2 separate regions of the Astyanax mexicanus genome follow, and region 1 is linked to region 2. A link is a contact called in public Hi-C data. All regions are on one chromosome and are shown on one strand. Each heading gives the region's core, a stretch centred on a gene start, on an enhancer-like site or on the middle of the called end of the contact. The rest is flanking DNA. Distances are from core to core; before and after follow the strand shown.

Region 1 (6,171 bases), core at 3,245-5,744, 340 kb after region 2:
CTTGATGATAATAATGATGTGCAAACTTATAGAAATCTATTCTTTGGATATGAATATCCAGATTCCATCTGTATTTGCAAGCTTTATCAAATCACTCTTGCTGGAGAAGTTCTGTGGGCTGATGATAGCATGGATTGCATTCTAATACTTCATAAAAAATTGGACTGCCAACAAGTTGACCACGTAGCTCTTCTGAGTAAAATATTAGTAACCAGCTTCACCACCAAAAAAGAGGGATTTGGGGTAGGAAGGGGTGTAAAACACTGTCTAGTGGCTTACGCAGTGGTATGGGCAGGAATGTATGTCATCACTGACACCCCCCTCCCTTCATTGCCCCCCTGGGAAAGGGGTGGGTAGAGTGAACGGCCAGGGAAGGCCCTCCACTGCTTTACTGCACTACTGTATGCTAATAGATCAGGCTGTTCTTCACTCCCTCTGGAGGATCTCAACGGGAGGCAAGGCCCTTCAGACAGCTTCAGACTGTCTGACGATTCACATTCGCACTGCTGATAGAAGACAGCATCACTCTGCCATCAGCTGCAGTGATAAGAGTGAATGTGTTTTCCTGTGTGATGCTGTGAGGAAAGTAAAGAGGACCTGGGGCATTTAAGTACCAGTGGAGACTGGTACTTAAATTATCTAGAAGTCTCTTTACTTCAAATGCAGTCAATCAGCTTGGACAATCACGATGTCTGAGTATTTCTCTACACCACAAAACGTCATGTAAATGTAGTATTTGTTTTATTTGTTTCATGTGTCATAAACCACATAGGCAGGCCTTTTTGAGATTACATAACATCTTGAACTGAGTATAATCAGTTCAATAAAGCTTGAAGCTTGAAGAACATTAACTGAGGACCTGTAGGCTTCCCAACTACTTTTGGGATGAGGATAATCTTGTAAAACTTAATATTTTTTCTTCACAAACCCTTATTTTCTCTTTAAAACATTAAAATGAGATATCAAATCAATCTAAACGACAAAATAAAAGCTCCCCTGGCCAACTTAAACCACACTAAAAATAAGATAAAAAGCAGGACACCCATACAACAGATGGAACCCTCTCTGAGTATCCAGCCCTTGCATGAACTATTCCCATAGCATCCATGTGAACAAAGCCCATTCAATCAGACATTCTTCAAGTGGCCCACAACCTTACAGGCCCCCTCCCCAAATCCCCATCTAAAAGAGTCTCCTCTCTTTCACAGCACCCCCACTACATAAAGCAGGGCAACCGCCCTTTCTTTAACATCACAAAGAACATGTCTTGTTTGTGCCCCGCTTTTAATGCGCGCAGTCGTCGCCAGTCCCATCTCTTAAATTGGGAAGGAAGTCGGTTTAAAGCAGGAGATTCGCTCCATATGCAGTTTTACGCAATTCCATGTGTATTTGGACCACATGTGAGAGCAGGACTTGTTTTGGTGTGTTTGAAACCCCCTTGTAAAGCAACACTGTAAAACTGGATGTCTACATTGTCACCCTTTTTTTCCATATTGCAAAATAAACTGACTGGTTGAAAGGTTTGAGACTGGGAAAGTTTTGCAACCTTCTGCGAATATTTTATTAAACTTTACATTAACCCAAAAAAACACAGCCCAAACTGTTCAAATATATCATGCACTACTGCAGAAATTCTTCTGTCTACCACCTGCTGTCCAGCCTTTCTGCTTGAGTTGAAGTTTGATTCCTATGGCAGTTGCCTGTTGAAAGCTTAGCAGCACTTTTATGGGTGAGTCTCCTTAGTTCTCCCAAAGAACTTCACCCTGCTTCTCTACAACCACACGTTTTAGCAATTCTTCTCCACATTCCCTCAAACAAAAGGACAGAGGGGCACTCAACCTGCCTCTCGGCTCAGAGAGAAAGTTGATATGATGCTGTGGTATGCTCTGAAAGGAGATGAGCCATCTGGTGAAAGGGGGATTTGAGGAGAGGGGCTCTTGGAAGAATGCAAAACGTTGGGCTGATGCTCTGCTAATCCCTCAGGCACTGAGCACTCACTGGCTATAGGAAAGCTCACTGTGATGGTTTCCAGACACTCAAAACTCAAAAAGATTTTAACAAAGTCGAGCCATCAACAGCTAACAACTTCACGCACATTTCACCTGTACTATACATTCCTGAGCATCCCTGAGTCTACCAACACAAGTGACATTTTACATTCAGGCAAGGCTTAGAAGATTTTTGGACTTTACTCTAAAGCTTAAGGTCCAACCACTCTAATCCATTCACTTCTATGTAGCACATGCAAGTTGTGTAAGATGCAATATTCACAAAATTGATATCACAATATATAATAGGTAGAATATTTAATTGTGGATAATTTGTTATAGTCATTTAATTAAAACGACCTATATAAAAGACACAGAAAAACTGACAAAGACTCACATAATAGATTTATGTAGGCTTGCAATGAAACTTAGATAAAAAATAATTAATGGTTTATAAATCATTCTACTATCAATCCATCGTGACCTATACTGACTGAATTTTTGTCCAGTCCTAGGTCATACCAAAGATGTCAACACAACAAGAGAAGCAGCCACTAAATGTGATCCAATTCTGATTGAGGTTCACTCATTTAGATCCTTTAAAAACAGTTTGAGAACACTAACACGTTTCCTCCACTAATAACATATTAGCTGTAGTTTCTTTACTTTATTTTGTTTTATTAAAGTTTGGCATTGACCAGCAAAGCACCCTGTCTAATACAGCCCCTCACACTCTGGGAAGCTGCTCATGTAAAAGTTGTAAACAAAGACTGAACAGTGTGACAGTTCAACGGTCGCGGCGCATGTAAATGAGAGATGGTATTATGAAGGCTGGATATATGCGCACATGCCCTTTCACACCCACTTTAATAAGTCAATGGGACAATACTGTTTAAATAGTGGTGCCATCTGTGCCCATCCCTATTCCTGTGAGATAAGAGGGTTTAACGGTACTTTACTTCTGTTTAAAAAGATAAGGATGTAAAACAGGCTGAATTAAACAAGGGTAATAAATGGGAGAGCTTGGAGGATTTGCATTTTGGGGGAAATTAAGCTTGAGTGAGAGATTAAAATATCCTTATTGCTTTGTTTGCAGTCGGTTCACGGAGGACACTGTCAGAAAAAGGGTACTGTACTGATAAAAACTGATTAAAACTGTTTAAATGTGCTGTCAAAAGTACAGAAAGATATTTTAGGTCCATATACGTCCCTTAAAAATAGGGAAAAACAAGTGCAACTCAATAACTTAACCTAGCTATGTTTCTTAACCCTTTATGGCATGAGGCAACAAACCATCATTATTTATTTGTTATTACACCATTCTATACCATAGCATAAATTATTGTTTATGTATGTATTTACTTATTTATTTAATTATTTTATTTTAAATATAATTTTACAAGGCATATCTACGTCCAATACAATGAGACATAAATAAATAAAAAATGTTTATACGTTTTTACATTCTTCTTGTTGGAAGCTTACGAAAACATGTTTCTTTTTTTCTTTTTCATTTCAATAAATAAAAGGGTCTGAAAAAAGTTTTTTTCTCTCTCAAAATATTATTAATGTCATAGAGGGTTAGTTAACTGTCTAGTTAACATTACATGCACTGTATACATGAGTAACTAGCAAACAGTTTAGCAGTTTTGTACCATTTTTCTGAGAGTGTAAGGCTAACACCATGTCACAAAACAGTAGAATTAGAGTAAGACTTGTTGATGAATGGCTAAAGCTGTTTTTGTTCTCTTTTTTTTATATTTTAAATGTTTTGTTGATAGTAAATCTATCTAGGTTAGCTAGATTAACAGTGATGAAAAAAGGGGAAATGAGGCAGGTTTAAAGACTCACCTAGGAGCAGGCAGAAGATGTCTAGAGCTATTAAAATTTTCCTCTTGCTCTTGTTCATGCCAGTGCTGCTATTTAACGTCGCAGTTCCACCGTTTCTTGTTTCGGGTGCCATCGCCTTCTCATACATGTATTTTGGCATGTGAGAGCTCCGTCCTCCTGCTGTACAGAAACCTCAGTCCACACGAGCACAAACTCAGCTTGCTCACTCAGTCAGTCACTCAGATAAAAAGATAGATAAATGTAGAAGGTAAGATGGGAGGCGAGGTCCGGCTCGTTTGAGGAGAAAAAGTCCTTAAAAGTTGATATTCAGAGGAGGAGTGAAGTCCTGCTGAATGTTGAACCGTTGAACCGGTGTGTAGAGTGAATAATAACCCGCCTCACGGTCACCGTCTCTCGGTCTGTGGGATGAAGACAGCAGCCCCCCGGTCAGTGTGTGTTTTCAGTCAGTAAGTCAGTGAGTGGAGGAGAACTTGAGTCCACTTCTCTAGTGTTGGAGGGCTTTCTGAGGGGAGAAGAGCGAGAGCGGCGTTTTAAAAAGCGCAGGAGCTTCAACTCCAGTTTTAAGACTCCCTTCCCTCGTCTCCTCCTCCTCCTCCTCCTCCTCCTTCTCCCTCTCTCTCTCTCCGTGTGCAGCAGAGAGAGCTTCAGCAGGCTCAGCCCCCTTCCTCCAGACCCACCTGCATGCTTATTATTATGCTCAGCCCTTACGCTCCGAGCCTGCAGCACGCGCTCCTCCTGCCACCCGTATTCAGGCAGGCCCCGCCCTCTCGCTCTGAGACTGAGTGGAGTGGAAGCGTGTCCTTCTGACTGTCCGCGCTGCGATTGGCTGGTAGCTCCTGCAATGCTGCAATCAGGAGCAGAGTCTCGAATCGCCTAGCCAATCATTGCGCAGAAGGGCGGGGCTACACGGAATACAGGCGGTCATAAAGCACTGAGAAGGTTAGAGACAGAAAGAAAGAAAGACGCCAAACGAAGAGCTGAACTCTTCTATTCTGAACAATATATTCTTTATACCCGAGTTTAACGACGTCTAACAAAGCTCCACACACACTTTTCTTCATATTCTGATGATGAAATTTTAATACATGTTTTAATTCCTTGATCTTATAAACTGTTTTGCTATAAATTGTTGTGAACCCTTTCCATTGTGTGTATGTTTTATTACGGAGCCCCTAAAGTGACATCATGTAAAAAAAAAAAAAAAATAATAATAATGCGTGGCCATGCCTTATTAAGGCATGAAAACGAGATCCTAAGGCGTGGGAACCAGATAATTAAGGCGAGGGAACGAGTTAATTAAATCATAGCCAATAAGGCGTGGCCAAAAGGTCCTTTTGTTTCATAGTTAACAAAGCGAGCAGCTCTCAAGAGTTGACTGAGCCCGTCAGCTTTTAGTGTGAGAATTAAGAGTCCCTCGCTACCTTTAAGAAACTCCTGAAGACTGAGCTCTTCAAAGAGCACTTACTACTTCTAACCTCATTTTCTGCTCCCTCTTTTTCCCTCCTCTATCCCACTATTTCCCTTTGGCCTCCTTTGGGCCCTGTCTTAAATGGGTTTTTTTTTTGTTTGTTTTTTTTGCCTTGAACTTCTATGTCTTCTATTACTAAATGTACATCACTATTGTAAGTCGCTTTGGACAAAAGCGTCTGCCAAATGTAATGTAATGTAAAAAATCTCTTCATACTTTGTAAGTGGTAGTTATGCAGCATGTATTTTTATTAGAGGTGTAAGGAAATATCAATATCAAAATATAGCAATAGTTTGTTTTGCAAATCGGTATTTATAAACAATAAATGACCAAAAAACAACACATTTCTGAATGTTCGTACTGTTTTACTGTTGCAGTATTATTGTGAACCCTTTCTCTGCATTGTGTGTATGTTTTATAAATCACACAATCATATTTTAAAATATATTCAAACTTTGTTGTAAGTGATAGTTATGCAGCATGTATTTTTGTATTGTACAGCATGTATTTTTAATGTATTGTAAGAAAATATCAATATGAACGTATAGCAATATATTGTTTGCAAATTCATATTCAAAAACTCAGTATTGACATTTATTTATTAGTTCAAATGTAAAGATTGAAGTCAGACAGTGGTTCATTTTGCCTACTTTTTAAGCCTCAACCACTAGATAGCAGTGTTGTACTTCATTGCATTGTGTCATTCTTTTTCTTATCTATACTAACGCACTAGTATTTTTAATTGTGCTGCATAATAAGAATGATATAGTAGTTTTTAAAATATTTTAAAATACATTGTGAATAAAATAATTAAACCCAACATGCTGTTGCATTCACCGATATAGAAATGAGGGAGGAGAAGAG
Region 2 (5,662 bases), core at 968-3,467:
TATACACAGGTAGCACTTTAAAGTAATCATATTTAAAGGTATTTTAATTTGCACTACTTTTTGTTACTGTGCAGTGTTTTTTGATACAAACAAGTTTATTAAATACACATTTTGCAAGAATGATGTTCTTCATTGCATTAATTCTATCTAAAACAAAGGCAAATGTATAGCAGCGAAACTGTTTTTTTTTTTTTTTGCTATACTAGGTTTTATCAGAAAAAAGGGAGGGAAAGCTTACAGGCAGAGTTGAACACAAAATGTATTCTATAAAAATAACGTTATGTCAAGAACTAAAAGTGTAGCAGAAAAATAAACTGTTAATGGGGACAAAGGTTGTGAGTCTCTGATAAATCAGTGTTGATATACAGAGTATTTGTAATTTAATATGTAATATGCATTATATGTACACTCCACCAGAAGCAGGATGGGAAACAATATCAGAAATAATCTTATATTGATCTTAATATTGATCCTGCAGTCTTTGTAAAATCTTTGTCTGTGAGTAAAAAGTCTGTGACTAGTCTTTAGATGTGAGAGGGTGTCAGACTTTAGTCTGTTAAAAAGTCTTTTCAGAGTCTTTTTAAAGTCGTGTAATTTATGAACAGCATGCGTTAACTAAGCTAGTTTTGTTAACTAGCTAGCTAACCTAGTTTTAGGTCTACCAACAGTCCGGGTTTTGCGAATTCCTCTCTTAAACAAGCATGCCGTAGGTAACGATATATATATATATATATATATATATATATATATATATATATATATATATATATATATATATATATATATATATATATATATATATATAAGGCGTATTCAACCGATGAGACTCTGACACTTCACACATGGCCAGTCTTGAACATTATTAGCACGACGAGCCGGCTGCAGTGGTTGCTGAATACTTCATAACCCAGCAGCCAGATTAAAATCATTAACATAGTTAACTAGAGCCTGCTAACGCGCCTGCTCACAGCCACACACTGCTGCTTAGCAGACAGCTAACTAACTAACCAGCGTTAATTAGCTAGGTTAGCTAACCTGGCTAGCAGGGTAAGCTAATACGTGATATAGCCACTAGCTGGCTAACCAGTTAGCATGGTATATTGGGAGCTGTGTGGGCTTTCATTTAGCTTTATTAGCTAGCTGTGTCACACACATTCACACTGATCCAACAGGTCCACAACCACTAACCAGTAGCTTAACGTTAGCTAACCTAGGTTAGATATCTGCTTGCTAACACGCGTAAGAGAGTGAGAGCCCCTCCCCCAGACCTTACTGGTTAGCTAGCTAACTATTAAGCCATGTTACTACTATTACTACTAGTAACTAACTACTGTGTTAAATGCCAGTGCACCTCTCACTGAAACGGCTGCCCAGCTGAATTTATTAACACAGCAAAACCTAATGTTCAAATGCATCTTTTTTACAGGAGGCAAGAGAGTTCAGCTGCTAGACACAGCTAAGCTAGCTAGGTTAGTTAGTTAACCACCTGAAATTATTTAACCTAACGTTTCCTAATGTTAACTGCCCAGTGTTGGGTGGGTATCTCGTGTTAAACTGTGTGTGTTTAGCTAAAGCTAGCTGTGTTAGCTCGTTAGCCGGCAGGCAGCATGCTGCCGCCACTTTCCCTCCAGCCTCTCTGACAGCCAGCCACTCTGAGCCCTTCGCTCCACTGTGGTCCTCTAGGCTAGCCTCACTACCGCTTAGATGAGCGGTCATGCTAACGGGCTAGCTCAGCTCACTGCGAGCTATGGCTGCAGCTAAAGCCCGCCTGTTCATGACTCTGTAAGCCTTCAGCGCCGAGGTCTTACCTCGCTCTCCACCACGTCGTGATAAGCGGGCGGAGGGTCAAAACCGCCCGTCCCGGTCCTGCCGCTGTTCTCGCCGCCGTCTCCCCCCTGCCCCGAGCCCGGGCTGGGGCCGCTCTCCATCGGCTCGTAGCCATAGCCGAGTCCGGGGCTTTCGTTGGTGAGGAAAGCCACAGCCTCGTTGATGTCGTTCTTGGCCAGGCGAAGGGCTTTTCGAATGGCTACCGGGTCTGGAAAGCCCATGCACAGGAGCGTGGTCATGTGTTGCTCTTCCTCGGTCTCCATGGCTCGAGTGTGCGGATCCTCCGGACTTCAGTAAGGAGGCGAACAGCACAGACCGCTGGCTGTGCACGCCGCCATGTTTACAGTCGGTGGTGTGTCCTGTCCTGTCACGATGGAGAGAGGAGTCCCATCATCATCATCCTCCAGCAGAGGCACTGGAGGGAGAAAAAGAGAGAGAGAGACCTGTGTGAATTTAAAAACCGTCACAATGTGTATATAGTGCATATTAGAAATATGTGTGCATATAATGTATATAAAAAAAAACATTAAGATTAGATTTGCAGAATATAAACATACTATTAGACTCTCAACAGCAAGGACCAATAAAGCCAACTCCAGAATGATTAAAGGCTGGGCATATATTTTTGACGAACCCTCAACATTTAATTATTTCATCAGCACTGGAAAAATGTATGATATGTTGCAGGTTTGATGAAAAGCCCTGGGGGTGCTGTAGGAATGTGCAGATATCCTGTAAGATTTGTGAAAGCATGCCCTTTCTTTGTAATTTATTTGCCTAATATGCATACACATGTATTACATGATTTTTTTTTCCTAAAGGAATTTTACCCAGTCCCTGGATTTGTGGGTAGTTTAATACCAAGACATGTTTATCGTCCACAAAATACTTTTTTTTTCATCCTTTTATATTACTCGTTATAAAGAAAAAAAAACACACAAAACAAAATATCTTAGTCAATCTGATCTTTTCTACAGTTTGTATATTTTATTTTTTGTATAAGATATTATGGATAAAAAATTAACCTCCATTGAACTTTAACACATGTTAATTAATATGCATTAATAAACTGTATATTTTGTATACATAATAGTCAGATCTGCTCCAACATTAAATTATAATTTTTCCCCTAATGTCTGCGTTACTGAGTTGCAGAAAGCGGGTAGTGATGAGGGGGGCTTTTATTTTGAAAAACAAAAAATCCCTGCTGATATGGAGTCCGCGGAGTTATGCGTGTTGCTAATCTTGCTGTGTGTATTTTATATAAATAAAAGCAAATCACCTCATAAACACGCCTCCAGTATTTACAGTGTAGTAAATATACCAGTAAAATGACTTTACTCGCTAAGTACTCAAAACTGAACTAAATACTGTTCACACACTGCCAGATAATTTCGATTATATTTATATAAGTGATGTTATCGTGTTATTATTTTATATCAATATTTATTAATATTATTTTATATAATACACATGTTTTGCATATTATAAATATAGTAAAATGAAGCTCTAAATATATTGATATGTGTATTAAATGTTGCTGTCAGGGTGTGGTCGTGAAGAATGTGGAGAGTCACGTGTTTCTCGGGTCCAGTCATGTGATGTGGGGATAAAATGGCGGCTACAGGAGAGAAGGCAGCTGCTATGGACAGTATCATTAGAGTACCTGCACCACCGGCTGTGCTCAGTCTGAGGAGCGACTCGGACCAAAAGGAGGACGCAGGGCGCGATGGGGACACGGAAACTGCAGCACCGGCGCCTAAAAGACCCACCAACAACAGTGAGAGGCTCACTTTAACGGTTCATCTCTTAGCAGATCAGCTACCCAGAGCTAACCATAGCTACCAAATAACTATAGCTGTGGTTTCTGTTCTGTACCTAGCTAGCTGAGAGCTAGTGTTTTTTTTCTATTTGTTGGTGATCCGTCATATACAACTAGAATATAATTTTGAAATATAACAATTTACTCAAACGTATACCTATAAATAGCAAAATCAGAGAAACTGATCCAGAAACTGAAGTGGTATCTTAATTTTTTTCCAGAGCTGCATGGAGTTGGTTCTTCATTGGCTAGTGGTTTTACAGTTCCCCAGCAGAACTAAATCCTCCTTTTTTTTCCTCTTACTGATGTTGATCCTTTTCTGAACACGTCTGTTGCAGATGACGGTGGTGTGGAAACTGCTGAAGAGGCAACTGAGCCTGCTGAGCCGGACATAAATGAACTCTGCCGAGACATGTTTGACAAAATGTCAGTTTTCCTTCAAGGAGAACTCACAGGTAAACACATGATCTGCATTTATGCTATATTAAGCAGCACATGAACAGGTTGACTGTTACTTGTTGAACAGGCAAATGTTTATCTAAAATCAAGTGGGTTAAATCAGGCACAGTACCGATATGTGCAGGGAGGTTTGTCTCCAGGAGCTGTGTTGGGAAATCTTGGAGAACACTCATTGTGCCTGCTTTTGTAGAACTGCAAACATGGTATCTATTCCTTAGTATGTACTTGTATAGTACAACATTTAAGCTAGTTAAATTGATGATAATAATAAAGAGAAACATAAGCAATGAGTTTTGCTACCACTGTATTGTCAGTTAACAGCAAAAGGTAAATGGTAGTTGTTGTACACTCGGTGTCAAATTTATCTCTGTCTAAAATATGTATTTACATATTTAATTTTATTTAAATCTTTGTAACCAGCCACATGTGAAGACTATAAACTTCTGGAGAACATGAACAAACTCACCAGTCTGAAGTACATGGAGATGAAGGACATATCAATTAACATCAGCCGCAACCTACAAGATCTCAATCAGAAATGTAAGACCTTGAGACATTTTTATGTGCTTTGCTTTAATTCATTGTACAAGATCAGTAAAGAAAGTAAATTAAAGAAATTCTAATGTTTGTCTGTAATGGCAATGTAGTTTCTATAATAATTATTGGAATGTTTTATTTGTGTTTTTTTTTTTTTTTTTAATTCACGGATCATCATTTAGACACTGTTTTATCATTTTCTTTCAGTTTACAAATTTTTCCTCTATTTTACAGACGCCAGCTTGCAGCCATATCTAGACCAGATTAATCAGATTGAGGAACAAGTAACAGCTTTGGAGCAGGCAGCATATAAACTTGACACATATTCCAAAAAACTGGGTGAGTGCAGTAGGGCACATAGACATTATTTTTTCCAAATGTACCTTATCTCTTACTGATTTTTTTTTTTTTTTAAACTGACTTTTCTGCATACACAGACTAGTATTACATGCATGAGTTGAGCTCTAAACTTGTCTGAAATTATACCTTTCTCAAGTTGTACCACTAGATGGTGCAGTTGGACTAAACATATCACTCCCATCAGGTTCCAAATATGGTCTCAGATTGGACCATGCAGATTTGATTATGACTTGAGTATGTGTTTTCATATATGGTCAGATTTGTTCAATATATTTTTAGTCATTAATTTTTTATTATTATTATTATTATAATGAATGAACTCAAAACGTACCTTTTATTAGGAAAAATGCCCTTCATCAACACCCAAAACTAACTTCAAAAAACATAGTAACGCCCCAGTGCGGCTCTAATTGCGTAACTTAAGTGTCCCTTTGGTCTGTGTTGCCTTATACTGTGTATATATAAGGACCATTGATTCAATGACTGCAACAAACTTCCACCAAACAGCTCCTGGTTTGCATCGAAGAATACTATACTATACTACTATAACCTATGTGTAAATAGGAATGGAACGTTTATTGTCTTTAAAAGGGTGTAATTCCTTTGTTAAGATATTAGGTCATCAGTATATTATTGCCTTTTACTGATCTTAAAATG

The links. A called contact is a pair of places that touch in the nucleus more often than the background predicts.
Region 1: a Hi-C map of muscle shows a contact between it and region 2, with 19 times the contacts expected there. The contact joins the promoter of plpp3 here to the promoter of usp24 in region 2. A contact is called at or near these places in 2 of 3 Hi-C or Micro-C datasets (both in muscle).

The regions. Positions count from the first base shown.
Region 1 is chr1:61,606,742-61,612,912 of AstMex3_surface, forward strand. It overlaps plpp3 (phospholipid phosphatase 3), which reads right to left and starts at 4,495. Exons shown (of 6, transcript XM_007260661.4): 1 at 3,840-4,495. The coding sequence starts at 3,978.
Region 2 is chr1:61,270,251-61,275,912 of AstMex3_surface, forward strand. It overlaps usp24 (ubiquitin specific peptidase 24), which reads right to left and starts at 2,218. Exons shown (of 66, transcript XM_049481394.1): 1 at 1,809-2,218. The coding sequence starts at 2,090. It overlaps bloc1s2 (biogenesis of lysosomal organelles complex-1, subunit 2), which reads left to right and starts at 3,412. Exons shown (of 5, transcript XM_007260662.4): 1 at 3,412-3,607; 2 at 3,988-4,104; 3 at 4,529-4,648; 4 at 4,880-4,984. The coding sequence starts at 3,442.